2 separate regions of the Sus scrofa genome follow, and region 1 is linked to region 2. The links are chromatin contacts, called in public Hi-C maps. All regions are on one chromosome and are shown on one strand. Each heading gives the region's core, a stretch centred on a gene start, on an enhancer-like site or on the middle of the called end of the contact. The rest is flanking DNA. Distances are from core to core; before and after follow the strand shown.

The links. A called contact is a pair of places that touch in the nucleus more often than the background predicts.
Region 1: a Hi-C map of liver shows a contact between it and region 2, with 5 times the contacts expected there. The contact joins two enhancer-like sites. A contact is called at or near these places in 1 of 47 Hi-C or Micro-C datasets (liver) and 1 of 2 datasets of contacts at active chromatin or transcription factors (alveolar macrophages).

The regions. Positions count from the first base shown.
Region 1 is chr13:2,843,263-2,849,137 of Sscrofa11.1, reverse strand. The region is part of intron 1 of BTD (biotinidase); the gene reads right to left. Among named protein-coding and RNA genes, the nearest start is that of HACL1, 5.3 kb to the right of the region's middle. Within about 2 kb of position 1,992, at least 1 of the 83 cell types and tissues checked has an H3K27ac peak or open chromatin away from gene starts, as enhancers often do. A contact at or near this core is called in liver, where this site is marked.
Region 2 is chr13:2,499,081-2,504,646 of Sscrofa11.1, reverse strand. CAPN7 (calpain 7) reads right to left here. Exons shown (of 21, transcript NM_001097443.1): 18 at 4,569-4,631; 19 at 3,880-4,010; 20 at 1,362-1,454; 21 at 1,072-1,274. The coding sequence ends at 1,130. SH3BP5 (SH3 domain-binding protein 5) reads left to right here. Exons shown (of 9, transcript XM_003132063.5): 9 at 1-365. Among named protein-coding and RNA genes, the nearest start is that of CAPN7, 49 kb to the right of the region's middle. Within about 2 kb of position 3,121, at least 6 of the 83 cell types and tissues checked have an H3K27ac peak or open chromatin away from gene starts, as enhancers often do. A contact at or near this core is called in liver, where this site is marked.

The sequences.
Region 1 (5,875 bases), core at 743-3,242, 350 kb before region 2:
GCAGGAACTAAGGGAATATTATTTTATCAACCTTTCTTAGAAAAAATGCACATAGGATAAACTCTCAACCAAGAGGTGATTTAAAAATATGGCAAAAGAACTGACAATGAGCCTTAAGTATAAAATAAATATGAAGAGTATGTTTACAGAACACAATGCCAATGTTTTCAACCCTGACAACACAGAAATTATAAAACAAGCAAAAAAAAAATGTGGGTGGGAATGGGAGAAAGAGCAGTGTATTTCGCAGGAAAGTAGGTGAAAAGAAATAAAAGCAGAAGTTAATAAATTAGAAAACAGAAAATGACAGAACTGGTAAATAAGCCCAAGAGATTGTTCTTTGGAAAAAAAACAAAAATGAAAAACAAAACCCCAGAGTTCCCGTTGTGGTGCAGCAAAAAGGAATCTGACTAGTATCCATGAGGATGTGGATTCAGTCCTTGGTGTTGCACAGTGAGTTGGGGATCCAGTGTTGCTGTGAGCTGTGGTGCAGGCTGGCAGCTGTACCCCTGAGTCAATCCCTAGCCTAGGAACTTCCATATGCCTCGGATGTGGCCCTAAAAAGCAAAGCAAAACAAACAAACAAAAAAACAACAAAATAACTGCCAAACCCCAAACATAGATAAATCATCAGCTAACCTAAATAAAAAAAAATACATATACAAAATGGGTAATAATAAGAAGGAAGTATCTACAAATGCAGGAGAAATTAAAAGAATAATGAAGAATCTCCTCTCACAATTCTATGCTGATAAACTTGAAATTTTAGATAAAATGGATAATTTCCTAGGAAAGTATATCTTACCTGTACTTATTCCAGATAAAAGAAAAAAGTAAACCAAGCCAACAATCCCAGAAGAAATAAGAAGTTATCAACCACTATTCCTTTCCCATCCTCTACTCTCAAAACAGGCCCAGATAGTTTCCAGAGAAAGTCTTCCTAACTATAAAGGGGGAGTAGAGAATCCCAATGCTATTCAGTGTTCTAGAAGAATTCTAAGACCGAGTAAAAGAATAAAAGTGTTTCTAAGGAAGCGATGAAATTCTGATAACAAAACCTAACAAAGGTAGGAGTTCTACAGCCTCTTTGTCTTCAGCTCAAAGCTACCATCTTCAGGATCACCTTGCGTTTGCCAAGAGGACTCTCTGAGTCCACACCATGCCACATGGAAGAGGAATTGGAGGCATCTGCTAGTTGAATCAGCTTTCCCCAAAGCCCTGTTCCTACTCCATCTAAACTGCTTTGGCCAATGATGTGGCTTATGTCCACTCCTAACTACAAGGAAGGCTGGGGAGTAAGCTGCATTACCATCTTGAATAAAATTATTATTATTTGTCTTTTTTTAGGGCCGCACCTGTGGCACATGGAGGTTTCCAGGCTAGGGGTTGAATCAGAGCTGTAGCCACTGGCCTACGCCATAGGCATAGCAATGCCAGATACGAGCCATGTCTGTGACCTACACCACAGCTCATAGCAACAGCGGATCCTTAATCCCCTGAGCAAGGCCAGGGATCGAACTTGAGTCCTCATGGATACTAGTCAGATTTATTTCTGCTGAACCACGATGGGAACTCCCTTGAATAAAATTAAATTTTTCCAGGTGAAATACAGGAGGCCCATTTAAGCTTGGGTTTTGGCTAAACAAATATGTTGGAACATATGTCAAAAAATTATTGTTTACCTGAAATGCAAATTTAACTGACAGTACAGGGTGTCCTGTTTTCATTTGTTTCTTTTTCTAAATCTGGTAACTCTTCCCATAAGCGACCAAGTAACCATTACCCGGACTTCAGCCTGTTGAAGAAGCCTGATCATTTGACCTGTAGATTTTCCAACAGAATGGATTTTGCTTGCACTTGCATAGTGAGATTCAAACCTTTCCTCTTTCCTTGGCATTTCTTGCAAATTGACAGCTGGATCCAGAGACTGGATTGGACACAGGTTCCATCTCTTTGGCAGGACTGAGTGGTAGTGTGTTCTTTCAACATGAGACTTGTGTCTGACTCTCTTTTCATGACCTTAGCATGAAACATTGACCCTTAATGTTTTCTACTCATTGGGGATTGCAAAATTCTGGTATTCTATCATTTCATTCTTATTTATTAATTGGAATTTTCTTTTCCTTTCTTTTTAGGGCCACACTTGCAGCATATGGAAGTTCCCAGGCTAGGGGTCAAATCAGAGCTGCAGCTGCCAGCCTACGCCACAGCCACAGCAACGTAGGATCCAAGCCACAACTGTGACTTACTCTGCAGCTTGCAGCAACACTCGATACTTAACCCACTCAGCGAAGCCAGGGATCGAACCCACATCCTCATGGAGACTGTTGGGTTCTTAACCCGCTAAGCCACAAAAGGAACTCCATGGAGCATTTTTTATAAAGAGACATTTTATTTTAAATATTTGGTTATCTAATGGTACAGTTCCTAAAGGAAAGGCAGGATAAATCTCCCATTCTTTATTAAATCAGTTTTTAAGATAAGGAACTGGTTATCTATTATTTTCTGAAGGTGGTCAATTTTTTTCAAAATACTATGAACTCATGGATTTAAACATACTTCATGAGCTTCTTTCTATTGCAATTATTATCATCATTGAAACTCATCCTTGGCCAGTTGTAGCCTCTTGAAGTTGGCTTTCAGTACGCTTGACATTACTGTAATAGTTTCTGAGAGCTTCTTTATAACCAAACATTGAAAGATGTCCTAACTTGAGTTCTCTGGTGGCAAAGAGGGTTAGGGATCTGGCATTGTCACTGTTATGGCTAGGGGTCACTGCCGTGGCACGGATTCGATCTCTGGCCCGGGAACTTCCACTTGTCACAGGTACAGTCAAAAAAAAAAATTCTTTGAAAAGAGGTGTTTTTTGTTTGTTTGTTTTTGTTTTTTTGTTTTTTTTGTTTTTGTTTTTGGTGACTCATATCTCACAAGTTTCTTGCCCTGCCTGAATGTCCCAGCCCATGACTGGGAAGGGATTTTCTCTTAGCCTTGGGGGTGACTATTACTCTCCCTGAAAACCAACACCAAGGAATATTTTTGGCTGGTCTACAGGACACAGGCAGTTCAGCCCAAAATATTCCCCCATAAATTAAAAAATTTATAGATCTACAGGTCTGGCATCAGGGAATCTCAGGGAAAAAGTCACTGCTATAAAAATCACCTTAAAGGAGGCTAATAATTTCCCTTCCAGGCATCAACAACCCCCCTTTCCAGTAAACGCTCCTTTTCTCTTCTTGTTTGCTTCTCATGAAGTCGTGTCTCCTCTAACCACACCCATCCTAATGGTCCTCCTTGTCCACTAGCTTACAAACATCCACTATCTGACCCCATGAATGCCACTCCCAAAGTCACTAAGTCGTCTGACTGGTGAATCTTCCCCTGCCAGCTGCGCCTCCCCAGAGGACCCACGCCTGCTAGGACTCCTCACCTAGTTTTCGCTAACAGAAAAATTTGCTGGGTTCTCCTTTACCACGCAGTACAGTAAGGAAGGAAGGACTGGGGCAGGAACCAACTGGAGGCCAAACTCTCTAGAAAAGACACCCTCTTCTAAATCAGAAGAAAGCGTATTCCAGCTTTTAGACAAAGCTGGCCTTTGTTTACTGGTCTTAGCATCAGGGGACAAAAATTAAGATGGCTCAGTAAAACATACTATAATCACACTCTAATTGTTAGTGATCACAGCTGTGTGACAGACACCACCCAGACGGCTAATACCCAACATGTGGGGAATGTCATTCTCCAGAGGAAGAACCTAGTCACTAGAAACTAAAACTAAAACACAACCAAAATATAATAATAGTTAACAATACAAAAGAAAAGGCCAACAGAGGGATCAGACAACATTTCTGGCCTAATGTCTAATATAACCAATAATTATACTCAGATACACTCCAAATTTCTCCTTATTATAGCAGCTGTATCAAAAGCTTAAGTCATAAGGGAAAAAACTCCAGAGCTTCAAAAAACTCCAACTTTAAATGATAATGCATCACGGATGCAACTTATCTCACCTGAAGACGGAGACCATCCACATGGGCTGGACAAGGCTGCTGCCTCCTCCTACTCTCCACTCCCTACCTCCACCTCCACCACTGCAAACAACCCCAAGACCTCTGTCTCTGACAGACAGCAAGGAGATCTGGACCCACAGGTGGGGACAACGCCCGTGCTCAGCCTGAAGAAGTTTCAGAAGATGGACCATTAACCCTTGCCCCTTAAAAGACTTTAAAAGTCCAGACTCATTGAGGGGGGAATCTTAGAAGCAGGCAGATAGATATGAGCAAAAAAAAGGGGGCATGGGCTATAAAACCATGCAATTTGTAAACAGTGGGGGTCCTTGTGCAGACAAGCAGGAACTTTCAGACTGACAGGAAACGACATATTTGGGGGTGACAAGTGTCCTGGAGGTGGACAAAGAAAGGTGGGAATCTCCAGGGTCCAAATGTAACCTTTTGCTCATTATGCTCTCATTACAATAAAATTAGCCTTGCAGAAGTTCCTATCATGCACCAAAGCCAGGACACTTCCAATCAAAGCTAAATAACGACAAAAATCCCCCCTCTTTTCAAGAAGGTGGAGTTAGAGTGAAAATCAAGGAATACAACCCTCCAGCCCCTCCAGCCCCAATGAATATTCCACCCATCTGTTTTATTCAAAGAACCACTTCACTCTATATTGATAAATTTCCAATAGCACACTTCCTACTGGACATTTTTCAATGTTGGTTTTATCTTTTTTTTTTTTTCCCCCCAGGGGCCGCATCTGTGTCACATGAAGGTTCCCAGGAAAGGGGTCTAATCCAAGCTAGAGCTGCCAGCCCACGCAAGAGCCACAGCAACACCAGATCCGAGCTGGGTCTGCGACCTACACCACAGCTCACGGCAATACTGGATCCTTAACCCACTGAGCAAGGCCAGGAATCGAACCTGAAACCTCATGTTCGGTTCATTTCCACTGAACCACAACGGGAACTCCAACGTTGGCTTTAAAAACAGTTTTCTACATAGACCTCCTTTTGGGTTATTTTAGCTTGTTTCTGTTTGTATTTAAGATAAGCAGTTTCAGTTTTTTATTTCAGCCAATTTTATTTTATGCTCAGCCATTTCATAATGCATCACAAATAACTCTAATTTGGAGCTCAGTGGGTAAGGATCCAGCATTGCAGCAAGCTGTAGGTCGCAGATGAGGCTTGGATCTAGCATTGCTGTGGCTGTGGTATAGGCTGGCAGCTGGAGCTCTGATTCAACCCCTAGGCCCAGGAACTTCCATACACCTCAGGTACAGCCTCCCCAAAAGGAAAAAACTTTAAAAAACCCTCTATTTCCTCATTCAATAACCAAACACTTCACTTTTTGATAAAACATGCCTATGAAAACATTTCTTACAGGTTCATTTAGTGTTATGCTTTTAAATAATCACAAGGATTTTTAGTGTCCTTGTTTATTGAAATTAAAACATGCTATCATCACATACCTGTAGAGCTGCCTGTTTTAAATCTTTGGTGAGCATATCTTCTCCAGGTATTATTTTGCAACTCTTAAGAAATCACCTGTTTGCCCAGATATTCTCTTCACCCAGATTAAGAGCTGCCAAATAACATCAGAAGCCACAAGTAGAGTAACTAGTATGAAGACCGGTTATTTCATCAAAGAGTAACCAATGCGAAGTGACACTTCATGACAAAGTAACAAATGACTGACTCTGCTCTCAGAACACGTTTTCATTACCTTTTCTTTGCAAAACAAACAAACAAACTAGACTTACTTCTCATTTGACATTCTTCCATGAATAAACAAACAAAACCAAACAAAATATTCCACACCTACCACCAATAAAAGTAATAAAGAATGTCATTAATGCTTGCAACGTCTGCACA
Region 2 (5,566 bases), core at 1,872-4,371:
TTAGATGGAATGTACCAAAGGAAGTCCTTTAATAATTTCTCTAGGTTAAACTATGCAATTTCCGTAAGTATAAACAAACATTTTATTTCAATGAAAGGTAATAGAAATACAAAATAAGGAGTTTTTAATAGAGATGATGAAAAACGCCACTGAAATCATTTTTAGATCTTTAAAATATTAAGCATCATTCTACTCTGATGAATTTTTATGTAAACAACTGGGAATTTACACATGACAGTATCTTGGCATTTTTTTTCCCAATGCAACCCACTCGCCATATATTAAATTCTCAATTGTATTTTCTTTCAAGTGCTGTTACCGTAAGAGCACTGAACTACAGAACTATTAAAGAAAGACTATAAAAACTTAATTGTAATGTCTTCAATGTCTCAGACTACTACTTTCATCAACCTGATAAGTAAAAACTGCACTGATGAATCACTTCAGTTCTCTCTACATGATTCAATGGGAGACAGGGCGCCAACTTCAACAACCTTTACTCTGAGCATGAACCTCTTCATGCTAAATTAGTATTTTTTCTTAAAGCTTTATTCCTCATAACCTCTGGGCAACAATAAACATTTAAAGTCATAAATAGTGCAGGATTAAAATCTTCTGGTTAAGAACACGGTTTGTTTGGCGACCAGATGCCCAGGGTGTACAGTAGAGCCACAACACAAGCAGGCTCACCTTTAAACATGCCCTGCCCGAAACACGAACATTGTGTAACTATCTCAGACTATAGTCCTGGCCTCCTGTTCCACTCAAATGAGCTACATCCCTCACTCTCCTCGTCTGGTCTCAGTTCCCTCTTCACAAGGGCATCTAGCTCAGTGCATGACTGAGTCTAATCTTTAATCGCCTCCATTTTTTTATACAATGTGGCCCTAAATGCAAGCCCACTCCATGTATACACAAAACCGCATAAATGATACTTCTAAGTGACTGCAGGTAACTGTGACTACACTCCGTTCTCACCAAACACCCTGATTTCAGCACCAGATTCCACAGGAACATTTTGAGAGATTTCATCCTGTTCTGACTGTTCAGTGTCCCAGAGGTGTGCGTCCTCATTTGAAGGATTGATGTTTGGCAAGTTTAAAATTCAGCAACTGCTCTGATTCCTTCATCACTGCAGTTGTGTTGTCTTGATGGGGATAACACTATTAAAGTCCAAGAAAAAGGGTCCTTCTTGTTTAGGTAAAAAAGTGCTGGGAATGATGTTGTAGATCCCAGCTGGGATGCTCTCCAGCTCCAGGTAGCAAAAGCCACACCTGTGTTCAGGGAAAATCAGAACAAGGTTTGTAGGAGGTGATGCCATGGAAAGTAAAGTATACATTAGATAAAAGTGCCAATCTTACCTGTAGTCACCACTAGATTTCCTCTGGAAGCCGTGAGGACCGGGGTCTCCCACCACAGAAACAGTTACAACTTCAAACCCAACACTGTATTGCCTAGATGTTACAAAGAACAGAATCACTGCCGTTTATTAGGTGGTCTCAAATACATATCCAGAATAACTATACCTAAGGTGCGGATGGACTATTCAATTAAGTATATGCTTCTGAAGCTTCAGTAGGAGGAAGCAGTACTCCGAGACACATGCATACTATTTTTACTCAATTAATTGCAGAAGACACCATTTATATTTTTAAACTGAAGCCATAAAGATTAATATTTTATTAAACTTACTTAGAAGAGACTATATTTTTATCATAGACTCCCACAGAAAAATGTTAAATTTAAATGATAGAATTCCAGACTAGGCAGAAAAAGTGGCACGGAAGAGAAAACCTGGAAATAAAATCTAAATTTATGGAAGTAAATAGCCTTTGATAGACCAGGCATTCCAAATCAGGGTAAGGATTATTTATGTGGATACCGATAAAGTGACAAAACTCAGAAAAACATTTGTTAAATTATATTTCACACCTAATATAGAATACATTCCATATGGATTTTAAAAATAGAAGGTAAAAAATAAACCCATAAAAGGACCAGAAGACAGACTGTGTGAACATTAATTTGATATTAGAGCAAGAGTTCCTGCCCACAGCAAAATAAACCAGAAGAAATAAATTTGATTACTTTAAAATGAAAATTTTTTCTATGTGAGAAAAAAAATCTGGGAAAAAGACCTAAAATATATGAAGGAGTTAATACCCTTGCATACATGCCCTTACTGATGCTTACAATTAAGAAAAACATGGAAGTTCCTACTGTGGCTCAGTGGGTTAAGAACCTGCCATGGCGTCTTTGAGCATATGGGTTCCATCCATGGCCTCGCTCAGTGGGTTAAGGATCCGGTGTTGCTGCAAGCTGCAGCATAGGTCACAGATGCGGCTTGGATCCTCAGCTGCCATGGATGTGGCGTAGGCCAGCAGCTGCAGCTCTGATTTGACTCCTAGCCTAGGAACTTTCATATCCCACAGGTGCGGCCCTAGAAAGAAAAAAAAAAAGAAAAAAAGAAAAGAAAAACACGACAATTCCAACAGAAAAGTGGGCAAAAGATATGAACAGGTGTATGAAAAGCAAAAAAACACATGTTGTTGATAAACATTTTTACATGATCAATCTACCTAGAAATTAAATACAAAAGGGTAATTAGGTACCTATCTCATCTATCAAGGTAGTAAAGTTTTTATTTATTTATTTTGGCCACACCTGTGGCATATGGAAGTTCCTGGGCCAGGGATCGAATCCGAGCCTCAGCTACAACCTATGCCACAGCTACGGCAATGCCAAATCCTTAACCCACTGTGCCACAGCAGAAACTCCTAAAGGTTTTTTAAATGTCTAGAAAAATAGCTTAGTTTTACTTAAAGGGTTAGTGGCTCCTTTCAAAATAGTCTGTACTTACAGGCAGGCAAAATTAAGGCTAGTTTTATTTAGAAGCTAGCAAGTACTTTTAAAATCTGTATTCCTTGTATTTTGTTTTTATGGCCACACCTATAGCTTCCTATATTTTTTAAACCTTCTACAATTGCGAAATATAATGCAATGCACATAAAACAAACACACAGCTTAGCAAATGATTTGTAAAGTGAACAAACACCTGAGTTACCACCTTGACCAACAAAACCCTTTCAGGGCCAAAGTCCCTCTGTGCTGTTCTGATCACAGCCCCTGTCTGGCAGAGCTCACCTGTCTGGTCGTCGCTTTCCTGCTCTGTCTGTAGTCTGACTACCTAAGTGTGCATGTAGTTTAGTTTTACCTGCTCAAAACTGCACGCCAGTGGGATCTCATATTCTGTGGTGCAGCTTCTGTCGCTCAGCATCATTCCTAAGACTGTCCTGTCATCTTGTGGGGAGCTGTAATTTATTTTCACTGCTACATCCACCTGTGTTATAATCTTAAATGCCACTGAGGAACATTTCACATTTTTGCCTCTTACAATTTACTGGCTGTTTGGATAATTTCTCTTATGATATACCTGTTCAAGTTTTTGTTTATTTTTGGTTTTCTTTTTTTAAAAACTGTAGACTTTTCTTCTTACTAGTGTAGGGTATTTACAAATCTTTCAATGTGTTGCTCATTCAGTCTTAAGAAATCTTTCCTGGTCCTGAAGTTAGTATCTCCTACATTACTAATCCACTTGCAGCTGATTTTTAGGTTTGATGCGAAGCAGGGATCTCATCACCTTTTTGGTATATGGATATTAATTATTTCAGCACCATTTACTGAATAGTGTTCTTTCCTCATTCCTCTGTAAGACCACCTTTCCCATAAATCGAAGGTCCACATGAGTGTGTGTGTGTGTGTGTGTGTGTGTGTCTGTGTATATATGTGTGTGTGTGTGGGTGTGTGTATTTCAAAACCCTATTTTGTTCCACTAAACTCATTTTAAATATAACATTAAGAAAGTTACTTATCACAGACCTTGGTCCTCTTAGTTCGATCAGCAGCGGCCCAGACTTTTCTATGTGGAATTGGTAAATGGGGTTATTTTTATGAGTCTCTTGGAAATTTCCACATCCTCCAGCACTCTGACCACTCCACTTTCCATTAATCTAATAAAACAAAGTTGTATTAACAACCTTCACATTCTTCAACTCCTTTGCACCTTAAAAAAAAAAAAAAAAAAAAAAAAGCAGCAACTCTCCACTCGGGCTTCCCGACTGCCAGGCTTTATTTGCCACTGAGAGCATGTAACTCTCCATGTCAGCTCAGTTGCTTGGCTGCTCTCAGCCCTATCTCCATCTCTCAACCCTCCATCAAGTCTTCCCTGCCAAGAATCTCTGCCAAGTTCTCCCTCAAATTCTGTTACACACGTCCAGCCCACCCTGCAGAATCCACCTCAAACTCTGCTCACAAGGTCCATCCACATGGCCTCCCCCGCTGACCAAGATCTGCATTAATCTCTTTTCTCTAAATTTATTTTTTCCCCACAGAATTACTTAACAGTGCTCATGAGGGATCTTGTGTTCCAACCCAGACTAGAGACCACGTTTCCCTCGCACACCTGTCCCCAAATTGTTAAATGTGGGGAAAAAATGAGAAAAGGAGAAGAAGGAAAGGGAATTCTAAGAGTTCAATGTGGTTCTGACCCACAGAAGAAATGCTCTTACCTGTTTTGATACGGTGTATGGTGAAGGAATTTTTGAAAAAGTAAAGCTGCACGCTGAGTATACCTAGAATTAAAAAAAATTATGATGATGATAAAGTTTATACTTATAAAAATAACTAAAGTGATAAAAGAATGTTTTGGAAGGCTAAAAACTTAGTTGGCCTGTATAAAAGTCCTAATTCTATAGGCAGCCTGGGATCAGGGCAGGATTAAAGAACTGAGTTGGGCAGCTAGGGGTCTTGTCTTGGCTTTCTCTGCTCACTCTGTGTGACTCAGGACACACCACAATCTCTCTAGGCCTTGGCTTCTGCATCTGCAGAACAAAGCATTCTTTATTCCCAATGCAGCTCCTCAATGTCCCCTCGTCACTAAAAAAAATCTGTTCAAATTGAGCTTCTTTACTGATCTATGGCAAACAAATCTATGCAGAACAAAATTACAGTGACCTTCCCAGATGAATGAGAGCAGTACGTTTAGAGGCAACTGATTTCCTTTCACTAAGTTTAAAGTCTTCTCTTTGAGCAGCAGGGGGCGGGGGGATGGCGGTGAGCCCACAGCATGTGGAAGTTCCCAGGCCAAGAAGCAAACCAGAGCCACAACAGTCACCCAAGCCACGGCAATGAACAATGCCAGGTTCCTAAACCACTGCACCAACCAGGGAACGCCCTCAAAGTCTTCTTTTTTAAAGCAAATAAAAGGACTATGTAGACGAAAGGAGTTTTTATTGCTTACTCTGTAAATCTATTAGTCCAACATACCTCGGGATTAATTATTACTCTGAAAACTAAAATGTTCATTCAAAATGTTATTCACAGGGGCTCTTGTTGTGGCGCAATGAAAACGAATCGGACTAGGAACCATGAGGTTGCGGGTCTGATCCCTGGCCTCACTCAGTGGGTTAAGGATCCAGCATTGCTGTGAGCTGTGGTGTAGGCCGCAGATGCGGCTCAGATCTGACATTGCTGTGGCTATGGCATAGGCTGGCAGCGGTAGCTCCGA